Linked DNA regions of Mus musculus: all the other regions are linked to region 2. A link is a contact called in public ChIA-PET, Hi-C and HiChIP or PLAC-seq data. All regions are on one chromosome and are shown on one strand. Each heading gives the region's core, a stretch centred on a gene start, on an enhancer-like site or on the middle of the called end of the contact. The rest is flanking DNA. Distances are from core to core; before and after follow the strand shown. Region 1 overlaps Abcb4 (ATP-binding cassette, sub-family B (MDR/TAP), member 4). Region 2 holds the start of Dmtf1 (cyclin D binding myb-like transcription factor 1). Region 3 overlaps Elapor2 (endosome-lysosome associated apoptosis and autophagy regulator family member 2). Region 4 has its middle 18 kb from the start of Crot.

Evidence for each region. Hi-C and Micro-C count contacts between places; a contact is called where the count stands out from the background. ChIA-PET counts read pairs in DNA pulled down with a chosen protein or histone mark. HiChIP or PLAC-seq counts read pairs in DNA pulled down with a chosen protein or histone mark.
Region 1: an H3K4me3 HiChIP or PLAC-seq map of pro-B cells shows a contact between it and region 2, with 3 times the contacts expected there. The contact joins the enhancer-like site here to the promoter of Dmtf1 in region 2. A contact is called at or near these places in 2 of 39 promoter capture datasets (the C10 cell line and pre-B cells), 2 of 115 datasets of contacts at active chromatin or transcription factors (bone marrow-derived macrophages and pro-B cells) and 2 of 9 other capture datasets (liver and pancreatic islet).
Region 3: a contact with region 2 is called in a Hi-C map of the N1E-115 cell line, with 3 times the contacts expected there. The contact joins the enhancer-like site here to the promoter of Dmtf1 in region 2. A contact is called at or near these places in 2 of 39 promoter capture datasets (hippocampal neurons and pre-B cells), 1 of 484 Hi-C or Micro-C datasets (the N1E-115 cell line), 2 of 115 datasets of contacts at active chromatin or transcription factors (the 230-238 cell line and embryonic hindbrain) and 1 of 9 other capture datasets (pancreatic islet).
Region 4: an RNA polymerase II ChIA-PET map of memory CD8 T cells shows a contact between it and region 2, with 63 read pairs. The contact joins the enhancer-like site here to the promoter of Dmtf1 in region 2. A contact is called at or near these places in 3 of 115 datasets of contacts at active chromatin or transcription factors (effector CD8 T cells, memory CD8 T cells and trophoblast stem cells) and 2 of 9 other capture datasets (adipose tissue and liver).

The regions. Positions count from the first base shown.
Region 1 is chr5:8,916,388-8,919,149 of GRCm38.p6, forward strand. It overlaps Abcb4 (ATP-binding cassette, sub-family B (MDR/TAP), member 4), which reads left to right. Exons shown (of 28, transcript NM_008830.2): 10 at 2,272-2,385. Among named protein-coding and RNA genes, the nearest start is that of Abcb4, 24 kb to the left of the region's middle. Within about 2 kb of position 1,299, at least 47 of the 459 cell types and tissues checked have an H3K27ac peak or open chromatin away from gene starts, as enhancers often do. A contact at or near this core is called in bone marrow-derived macrophages and pro-B cells, where this site is marked.
Region 2 is chr5:9,160,429-9,163,303 of GRCm38.p6, forward strand. Dmtf1 (cyclin D binding myb-like transcription factor 1) reads right to left here and starts at 1,348. Exons shown (of 18, transcript NM_011806.3): 1 at 1,186-1,348. It overlaps Gm46901 (predicted gene, 46901), which reads right to left and starts at 482. Exons shown (of 1, transcript NR_166570.1): 1 at 1-482.
Region 3 is chr5:9,344,062-9,346,761 of GRCm38.p6, forward strand. All of the region lies in intron 1 of Elapor2 (endosome-lysosome associated apoptosis and autophagy regulator family member 2), which reads left to right. Among named protein-coding and RNA genes, the nearest start is that of Mir879, 30 kb to the right of the region's middle. Within about 2 kb of position 1,445, at least 38 of the 459 cell types and tissues checked have an H3K27ac peak or open chromatin away from gene starts, as enhancers often do. A contact at or near this core is called in the N1E-115 cell line and pancreatic islet, where this site is marked.
Region 4 is chr5:9,014,295-9,016,994 of GRCm38.p6, forward strand. No RefSeq gene overlaps it. Among named protein-coding and RNA genes, the nearest start is that of Crot, 18 kb to the left of the region's middle. Within about 2 kb of position 1,322, at least 45 of the 459 cell types and tissues checked have an H3K27ac peak or open chromatin away from gene starts, as enhancers often do. A contact at or near this core is called in effector CD8 T cells, memory CD8 T cells and trophoblast stem cells, where this site is marked.

The DNA.
Region 1 (2,762 bases), core at 49-2,548, 240 kb before region 2:
TACTCACTGATAAGTGGATAATAGCCCAGTGTGCATTCTTGACCCTGAGCCAGCTCTCTATCCCCTGCCTGCTCCTTTCCCCCCTTTCTCCTTTTGGAAGAAAAAGTTGTGATTGTAGGTTTGATCTTTGCCGTCCTGTGGGTAGAGTTGGCGTTCTAGAATATGCAAGTCAAGTCCTCATGGTGAGTGAGGACAAGATAATAGCTTGTGGTTTGACCACTGGAGAAATACATATTCACACAAAGGGAAATGAAATGGAAAACATGATTAGAATAAGAAGATATTGGAGTTATCCTTGTTCTCTTGTTGAGTTTAACTGTGGAAGAGAGTTTCATTTATTACTATAGATAGGTCATTGTGTAAAAGAGCATTCAATTCACACATCATGCAGCTTTTTAAAATAGAAAAGAAAAGTCATGTTAGATCATCTGGCTATATGAAGATGTAGATACGCTCATAGCATGATTGTGAAGGTAATGCATTTGAATTATACTAATGACTAAAATAAAAACTTTTAAAAGTTAAATTACTTACGTTCTAAGAATCCATGCATACTTGGTAGTGGTTTTTTTGATATGTATTTCCCAGATATGTATGTTTTTCTCTTCCGAAACTTAAGTCATAATACGTAGGTCTTTGGTAATCTTTTCTATAAACCAGTGACATTTTGTGACCATCTTCCACGTTGGGGTTGATCATGTTTCAAAAGTTGCACTTGACTCTTTCAAAATGAAAATTCTAAATATAATTTGGTCCTTAGACTTTCTCCATATGAGAATTTGAATCTCACAGTGTGCTTACAGGGGCCTGAAGTTGGTGAAGGTTGGGGGTATCAGTAACAGCAGAGTCTCCCGACTTCCTGTTCTTCTCTGGCGCATTGTGGCAGCTCACCACATGTTTTCACTTCCGCATTTCCTCCCGACGTTTTATAAATAAGGGAGGTGGCATTAACCTTTGCCATTACCCTTGCATGGTGAATTTGTCCACATTTGTAGCCCTGGTACATAATGTCTGTGTCACAGGTAAAGGGAAACTGGCAAGCCTTCTACACAAAGAGCTATGACTTCATTGCAATAATGCCTTAATATCTACTTCCATTAAGAATTTTTTCTCATTGGTCCTGAGATAAGAGATAGATAGTGGAAGGGATTTGGGTTTTGTAAACACGTATGTCACTGTTATTTCAAAGAACATAGATATATGTAAAAGTTCTTGGAGAGAAAGGAGTAATTTCTCTTCTCCTATATCTTTCTTAAGTTATATATGCTATAAATCTGTTTTCCTGAAACTGTGTTGGATTTATACATCAGTTTATGTTCCAATGAGACAGATGTGAAATGTGTCGTTTTGTGTGCTGCAAAATATAATGATCATAATTTTATGTTCTATAAATGGATGAACTGACTGGTGACTGGGAATGGTAATATATACCTTTAATCCCAGCGCACAGGAGGCTTGGGCTGGAGAATAGAGGCTATAATGAGTTCCAGACCATCATGGACTGCAGGAAGACACCCTGTTTTTAAAATATAAAGGAAGTGTTAGACTTCCGTTGATCTGACCATATATCTATCAATCTATAATAGCTTTTTAAAGGAAAACCACATGGGGCCAAAATCTGTATGTTTCCTATTGAATATTTTGTGCAATTCCTTGCAGAGTTAGATAAAATGATAAAGAATGGAATGAAACTTTAACAGGAGGAATGCTTTTTCTGGTGGCATTAGCTTCAGAGCTAATGAAGTAGGAGTCAAATGTCTTTATGACTAATACTTTGTGATCAGGGAAAAAAGCAACAAATGGTTTGGCAGACTAAACAAAGCTTATTTTTGATGCATACAAAGGGAAATAAAATATAAATAAACACATTTAGTAATGAAATGTTGTGTTAGTTTTTAAAATTTTGTTCTTTCGGGAGGCTGAGGCAGGCTGATTTCTGAGTTCGAGGCCAGCTGGGCTACAAAGTGAGTTACAGGACAGCCAGGGCTATAGAGAGAAACCCTGTCTCGAAAAACCAAAAAAAAAAAAAAAAAAAAATGTGTTCTTTACTGAAGCAATTTTATTTTTAGCAAGTTGATGGGTGTCTTATCACACTAATTATATACATGTATCTAATTATCACAATGTGTTTCATAAAGATGTACAAATATTGTTTCTCAGTAAGAAAAAAGTTACTAAGTGTCCAATAAATCCTAAATTCGGTCCTTCATGTATATTTCAAGCAAGCTCTAACGCAGATGATGCTATTCTGTTCCTAACTCTTTCACTCAGGTCTTCTTCTCAATCCTCATCGGGGCTTTCAGTGTGGGGCAGGCTGCCCCCTGTATTGATGCTTTCGCTAATGCAAGAGGAGCAGCCTATGTGATCTTTGACATTATTGATAATGTAAGTCTTTCATTGTCTGAAAGCTGAGAGAGTCATGGTGGTATTGATAATCAAGTATTGAATCACGTGTATTAAGTTATTTAGTAAGGTACACTCTAACAACAGGAAACTCTACAAGTTTATTTGGCAATATCAAATCACTGACTCCACTGGAGTCTGTTTATATCCATCACGATGTTTATGTCCATCACGAGAGTGTAGGTTAAGATGCTTCCTTTCCGTGTTTACTTCCTTTGCATGTTTGACCAGATTATAATTTCTATACAGTAGAGTGGGCAGGGGGATAAATTGTGTATAGGACCAAATTAACAGTGAACTTTGCTATGAGGTTTGCTCTTCTCCCTAACCTTAAATCAACTACATTGAATAAACTAAAC
Region 2 (2,875 bases), core at 98-2,597:
ATTATAGTTGTTTTAAATGTTATAGTAAATTACTCGAATTATTAAGGTAAATTTAAGACTGGCCTAAAGAAATTTGCAGTACCAGAAATAGAAAATCTATAAGGAAAATAGCCTTTGATGTTTGTAAAACTTTCAATATAATCAAAGGTCTTTTCTTTCTTAATTTACAGCCTAAAAGCCACAAAAGTTATTTACAACACGAAAATATAGCTCTAATTAATAAAAGTCAGTACATCTAGCTTAAGACATAACACATCACAAACAGTACTGAAATGCATTTTTCTTTGGAGGTTGTCCCAAAGGAAGTCTAGCTGTCAGAAAGAGGTACAAGGGCTGACAAAAGCAATCACGGGCTATCACTCTTTCTTTAGCTACACCGAAGTCTTTAACTATAAAAACATATGCTGTATCACTGAACAGCACAGGATGGCACTGGACCACTTCTTTCGGAGTAAAACTCGTTAAGGTTGCGGGGAGATTCTCAAAAAAAAAAAAAAAAAAAAAAAAAAAAGTTCTTGCTAGAGGGCCAAAGAGGGTTTTGAAACGCTAAAGGTCTGCTCCGCACGATCCTGACAATTACTAGTTGGCTGGGCCAGGACTCTCCCCGCACCCCAGGCCACGTCCCGCGCGGTCTCTAAAGAGAAAGTCCGACTGGCAACCATGACTTCCTTCGCTGAGTCCAACCGGCGAGGGGCTCACGGGCCAAACGAGCCGAGGAGAAATGGTGGGCTTGGGACGACCCCCGCCCCCACTGCCCTGCCCACCCCACCCACGCAGCCGAGGGGGCTCAGTGCACCCCAGCCAAGCCAGGCTGGCAGCTCCGCCGCCCAGCACGCACACGCCCGCGGGGCCCCCGGCGCCGTCCTCCGCGACTCGGGCCCACCCCCAGGGGTCCCGGCGCCATTTAGTTCCTCCAGCCCGCCGCCATTTTCCGCCCCCACCGGCTCGCCGCTGCGCCCCAGGGATCGCTCGGGAGTTCCAGCCGCCAGCGGCCGCTTGAGCCGGCGACGGAGACCGCGGGCGCGGCGTGCGGGGCCTGCCGCGGCGGCTAAGCGAAGCCCGGACTCCGACCCCGCCCGCGGCACCCAGCCGGCGACAGCCAAGGCCCGCGAAGGGGCCGGCTCGGCCGCACTGGGCGGAGCGGCTGCGGCGGAGGCCCGGACCTGAAGGTTCCATCGCACTTACTTCCTGTTTTGGGTCCGGGCACTTTGGAAGAACCAGGATGGAGGCTCCAAAAAATACCAGGATGGAGGAAGCAGCCGCGGGAGAGAGTGGCTGCAGCTGGGGTGAGCGAGCGCAACCAGCCACCGGAAACGGAGCCGCGAGGCCGCGCCCCGCCCCCGCCCTCCCAGCACCCCCCCTGCGGCCCGCCTCTCCTGGGGGGCGGGCCCGCGCGCCACCCCCGACGTCACTTCCGTCTGCGTCGGCAAGCTGATGGGTTGCTGCGGAATCGAGCGCCATTCTCAGCGAGCGATAGGGTCGGACGGTCGCCGTCGAGCTGTGGCGGGTGATAGACGTAAAGGAGGGTCTTTCCCTTGGCAGGCGTCTGCACCATCTGTCTTTTAGTTTCCGCAATCTCCGAAGCGAAGAGGGAGCGGTGTGTCTCTATAATTCTTGTGAAAGGTGACCTCCGTGAGTGTGACCTCGCTTTTAGGAGACTACAGTTCTTTATGCATTTAAAGTTCAGTGCTGGTAGCTATGCCGAGTGCAGCTCTATTTTCTGGATTCTTAGAGATGAACAAAATAGAAGCCCTGTTCCCATGCCAATCTTTAAGAATCAGGTTCATACATGAATAGATGCATTTTGACCATATTTACTCCTTCCTATCCACTCCAACTCCTCCCCGTGTTTTCCCTGACATGCCCCCGACTCAAATTCATGTCCTATTGTAGGGGTGTATTTCTGGGTACACACATGTAGCCCAGATGTACTTCAGTGTAGGGCTGCGCCCCGCTTGGACGTGGGAAAACAATCTGATCTCTTCAGGAAGGAAGTTGACTCTTCCTCAGCAGTCTTGACTGCTTGTAGCTCCCTAGCCAGAGATGGAACCTTGTTCGCCATCCATGCTGGAATGTGGAGTGGAGTGGTGGTATGCATGGGACCACAGCTGCTGAGTGGTGGGTGTTAAAACAGAAGTCTTCCCATTCCCCTGACTCTTTCAAGTTTTCTGCCCCCCATCTTCAGCAACGCTCCTATACCTTTGGTGTAAGGATTGCATTATAAAAACCCACTTAGGGATAGGCATTCTACAGTCACTTAACTGCACACTGGTCAGATGTGGTTTTCTGCCATAAACACTGCTACAAAAAGTGCAGACTCTATGATGAGAACATCAAAAAAGTTGCCTTTTGCCCCATGCTGGGCACAATTGTTCGAACCTATTAATTTCAGCAGAGAAGAGGTTGAGGCAGAAAGAAGACTGGATTTTGAGGCAGTGTTGGCTACATAGAACACATCTCAACCAAACCAAACCAACCCAAAAGTTCTAAGATACACAATTCTGAGCATTGGGGTTCCTATTGGTGTTGCTTTTATGATTCAGCAGATACACGTTATACTTTGCTTTCCTTTCACTACTAGTGATACACAAAGTCCCATTCCTAATCAAGAAGCTGTTTGCAAATGGTAGATCTGGGGAAAGGGAAAATCATTTTTTCCCCCCAGGGGAGTGAAATTAGATGTATCAGGCATACTCTTAAATCAAGCAAGGTTCATAGGAGTTGATGGCCAATGCAATTTGGAATCACAAGTTTTTTACAGCAGCTTTATTCACATTTGCCAAAACATGCAACCAACCAAGAGGCTAACCAGGAGGTGAATGAATAAACAAGCAGGCACATCTATTCAACAGAACTTTATTTGGCACTAAAGTAG
Region 3 (2,700 bases), core at 195-2,694, 180 kb after region 2:
TCCTCCTTCTTCTTCTTCTTCTTGGTTTTTTGAGACAGGGTTTCCCTGCGTAGCCCTGGCTGTCCTGGAACTCACTCTGTAGACCAGGCTGGCCTTGAACTCAGAAATCTGCCTGCCTCTGCTTCCCAAGTGCTGGGATTAAAGGCATGTGCCACCTCTGTCTAGCGTATGAAACCAACATGCACCATCCTGTTTCAGTGTCTCTGTAGTTTTAGCAAAATATTTCCACTTAGAAATATAAAAGCAATTTTAGATGAAATTTGGAGAAGTAACGGAAATCCTCCTGGGCACTCAAGTCCAGCCTGGGGTAGAGCTGAGGTTTCGCTCCCCGACTCCATCATGGCTTCCCTCTTCTTTGCAGAATGCGCAGCCATTCTCCCTTTACAGGGTTTGCTGAGGTTGCGGGGAGTTTCAGCAAGACAGTTACTTTTATACTGGTCAGTGGCTTAGGTTTTTTCCCATGTGATTGAAAACACTGAAAAGATAGTGCTTTTCCTATGTTTTTAATTAGCCGAGGCAAAACTTCTGATGTGCAACTGATGGTCCGGGTTCAGCGTCTGTTTTATATTCAGTTCAATATGTGGAATGGTGTTGGCACTTGCTGAGGTTAATAGCAAAGGCAGAGTAATGAAAACAGCAGCAGCAAAAATAAACGGTTGGCTCAGAATCCTCAGCAAGTGAGTGACATTGCAGGGCTGAGCAGGGCTGAGCAGGGCTGAGCAGGTGCATGCTGTACCACTGTGCAAAGCCAGGCTGTTCTTCTCCATGCCGTCAAGCACATCTGCCAGGAATTGTATTTACATGACACTTTCATATTTACTGGGAAAGGGGTCAGGAGTTTTCATTCTTGGCAGAGAAAGCTATCCAAAGGAAGGATTTAAGCCTTTGTGCCTATGGCTTGTGGGCGGGGGTGGGGTGGGGGGGTGGGGGGCGTTTTGTAATTATGCTCCTATTAAGGATGTGATTATTATGCATATACTTTCACCATATAAATTTATGCTGTACGTGTGTGTGTGCATGCATGTGTGTGTGCATGTGTGTATGAGTGTGTATGTATGAGTGTTTAAAAAATGTTTCCTAAATGAGCAATGGTGACTATTAACCTGGACAGTCTTGCAAGGGGTCCGATGGCTTGCAGAGACGCCATCAAATGCTGCCTTTAGCTCTGTATGGTTTGGGCAGTACTTCGGCTTGCATATGGACGGTAATGGGTTTCTCTGTGAGGTTAATGTGACTCTTTTGGATGTGTTTTCCAGTTCAGGAAGCTCCATATGGCGCTGTTTTTATTCTTGCATCATCTTTACTGGGTGTTGACCTTTAGGCCTGAGATTGGTCTGCTCTGAAAACAGATGAAATATGAATGAGAATCATCTCTCTCTCGTGTGTGTGTGGCGTAGCTGAAGCTCTGTGAATTGCTCCTACTGACAGAGCTTGTTACTGCTTGGTTTTCCCTGGGCAGGTTTGTAGCTTTATTAAATATCATGGTGAAGTCTCTCCAGAGACTGTTGCGTAATCCTAACGCACAGGAGCAGAAACAAGACCCAGACTGTCTAGTGATGAGAATGAGTCTGGCTTTCTACTCCAAGCCACAATTCCAAATCATTTATTTTCTTTACTCTGTGTTTTATATACTCAATAGATCTTATAGTTGAATAGCCAAGATAGTAATAGATAAGAATGTTTTATTACTGAAACTAGTGAAAATTCAGTCTACAGGGCTTACTGATATAAACATATACTTCTCTTTTTTTTCACGATTTTCCCCCCTGTGGTTTTTGTTGCCAGGAGCTCTTCATATTTGTAGCAAAGCTGTGCACAGAACCTGATTCTGTGCACAGAAGCAGATTAACACAAGCTCTGCTTTTTAAAAAGTGCTAGAAAAATAAAAAATCCTCTAATAACCTGTGCGAATTGAGTTGGATGTACTCAGTGTTCTTGTGTGGCCTAGTGGGTGAGGCTTTCGGAACCTGAGTGTGCCTCTGCCAGCTCTTGCCTCCCTTCACGGCTGATACCTAAGGAGAATTTCTCAGACACTGTTTTATTTCTACAACTGCAAAATATGGATAGGAAGGGGGAAGAGAAGTTGTGGAGAAAAAACCAATTTGATATATATTTTTTAAAAACAATCAGACTAGTATATAAATAAATGGTTTTCATGTTTTTAGCAAACCTTGAATTCACAGAAAACTCTGTGTTAGCATTTTCCAGCATGTAGAGTTTGGGGCTTCTGCTGGTCATAAGGAATTATGGTTCTCTCTGGTTTCCTGAAGTGGGCATGGGATCACAGGATAGATGTCATTTTTTTTTACACTGAGTTTATGGAAAACAAATCAGCTTCTAAGTTAGAATTACCTTATATTATAAATGCAGAACTTCTATTAACCTTAGTAGAGTCTTACAGTGATCCTCAGTTGGTGAAGGATGCAGATTTCTCTCCAGGGGAAGAGTTGAAAATTTCTGAAGATGCTCTCAATGACATGCTCAGGATGATGTGCCTGGTAGTAGAGGTATCTGGTGAACAGAAGCAGGATGCTGCAGCCTCCACACCAGGACAGGGCGCCTGCTGAAGTACTGGGCTCAAAACCCTTGGGTTTCAATTCCACTTCCAGTGCTCTCTGAATTTCAGTTATTTCCCAAGCTGCTGTCACTCTCCCAGTTTCTCTTTCTTCTCGGTAGACGTGCAGATGGTGCTTTGTCATG
Region 4 (2,700 bases), core at 72-2,571, 150 kb before region 2:
GACAAAACATCATGACCAAGAAGCAAGTTGGGGAGGAAAGGGTTTATTCAGCTTACACTTCCATACTGTTGTTCATCACCAAGGAAGTCAGGACTGGAACTCAAGCAGGTCAGAAAGCAGGAGCTGATGCAGAAGCCATGGAGGGATGTTCTTTACTGGATTGCTTCTCCTGGCTTGTTCAGCCTGCTCTCTTATAGAACCAAGACTGCCAGTCCAGAGATGGCACCACCCACAAGGGGCCCTTCCCCCTTGATCACTAATTGAGAAAATGCCTTACAGTTGTATCTCATGGAGGCATTTCCCCAACTGAAGGTCCTTTCTCTGTGATAACTCCAGCTGTGTCAAGTTGACACAAAACTAGCCAGTACAGGAATATATGTTCAACAACTAATTCTAAAAGAGGCTATAAATTTGAAAGAGATCAGGGAGAGGTATGTGGGAAAGTTTGGAGGGAAGGAAGAAAAGGGGGAATAATATAATAATTATCTCAGAGAAATATTTATATGTAAAGCTGAAAATGCAACCTTCCTCATTTCAAAAGTAAGACGTGCAAAACTCAAGAAGAGTTTACATTTTCTGCTCTACTGATAGGATGTAGAGTACAGATTTACTGCCTGTCATCTCTGTCTGTTGTGCTTACTGCTTCTCGTGCATTTGGCAACAGGAAGCTACTGTGGATTTATAGGCCAACAAGTGGTTTGGAAGCTTCAGCAGTGAGCAGGGTTGTGGTGGCTCATACCTGTGATACCAGCACACAAGAGGCTGAGACAGGAAGCTTTGAATTTGAGGCGATCCTAGGCTATAAAGTGAGACCTTATCTTAGGAAAGAAGAGAAGAGAAGAGAAGAGAAGAGAAGAGAAGAGAAGAGGAGAGGAGAGGAGAGGAGAGGAGAGGAGAGGAGAGGAGAGGAGAGGAGAGGAGAGGAGAGGAGAGGAGAGGAGAGAAGAGGAGAGAAGAGGAGAGAAGAGGAGAGAAGAGGAAACGAGAAAGAAAAGGAAAGCAATGTGTTGTTTCCCCCCCCCTCAATGGTTATGACAAACACCCAATAAAAATAAAAGGAAAAAAATAATTACTTTAGGTCATGGTTTCAGTACATAGTCATCTGTCTTTGTTCCTGGGACACATAGTAGCCGGTTGTCAAAGCAGAAAAACATGGCAGCAGGAAGCAAAGAGGTTAACACAAAAGGGTAGGAGGAAATGTATCTGCAGATTCACACCTCCAGTGACCTAGTTCTTTCAGTAGATCCTACAACCTAGAGTTTCCTTCCCCCAGCTCCCAGAATAGCCTCTAGCTGAGGAAGGAAGTGCTCAACACAGGAACCTACAGGCGGCAGCTCACACTCAAGCTATTGACAGCTTCAGAGAGACAGAACCACAGAAGAGTCTCAGCGTGTCCAATCAAGAAGACACTCATTCATCTCTAAGAGAGGGCCATCCACTAGCTAGAAAATATTCTCCACTGTCTGCAACAGTATTATTCTGGCTTTCTGCATCACAAAACACAAGAAAACAACACACAAGCTCTGCTTTTATGGTTGAGGTGTCCGGAATGTTTCTACCTAAATTCCATTAGTGTTCTTTGAACCTTGCCATCTGACTTGGAAGGCAGCTGGTCTCTACTTCTTGATTACTTCATGTTCAGAAACCATACTCTAGATATTTAAAATGTGGACTTACGCAATGATAAATAAAAATTGTTCTTCAGAGCAATCACTCTGTGACAGATTAGAGGGAATCAGATATCCCTAAAGTGGACAGGAATTAGGTAGTTACATAGGGGTTAAAAATGTTTTTGTTTGTTTGGTTTTGGGTTTTGTTTTGTTTTTTGTTTTTTGTTTTTTTTTTTTTTTGAGACAGGGTTTCTGTGTATAGCCCTGGAACTCACTCTGTAGAACAGGCTGGCCTTAAACTCAGAAATCTGCCTCTGCCTCCCAAGTGCTGGGATTAAAGGCATGTGCCAGAATATTAATTCATGATAGGATCCTATAATCACTCTTTGACATTTTTTATCTCTTGCTCCCTCGGTCTCTTTCTTTAAAAGAAAAATTTATCAATAATATGTGTCTAGAATTTATCCATTTCTTTTAGATTTTCCAGTGTTTTTAAAAGTGCAAACATTTGCCGGGCATGGTGGCACACGCCTTTAATCCCAGCACTCGGGAGGCAGAGGCAGGCGGATTTCTGAGTTCGAGGCCAGCCTGGTCTACAGCCAGGGCTACACAAGAAACCCTGTCTTGAAACCCAAAAAAAAAAAAAAAAAAAAAAAAGTGCAAACATTTAGAGTGTTCCCTAACCTAGATCCTCTGCATTTTCTTGGTAACTGTTGTTCCCTGTCGCTTTTAATTCTAAATTTATTAATGTGGGTCTTCTCTTTACTTTAATTATGTTTTCAGAGAACCAACTATTTCAATGTTTGGTTGAATCTGTGTGTTGTTCCTTTAGTTTCCTCTTTATTAGTGTCTGCTGATCTCTATTATTACTTACTGTCTATTACTTCCAGACTCAGTTTGTTTTTATTTTTCTAAGACTGGAGTTGTACAGCTCAGGCACTTATAAGTCTCTCTGACTTCTATATCTACAGGTTCAGATCCATATGCATTCCTCTTAGAACCATCTCAGTTGTATCCAGAGGTCTCCAATGTGCTTAATGAATGGTTTCCTTACATAGCCATCTTCCCAGTGCAGAGAATGGCTTATTCT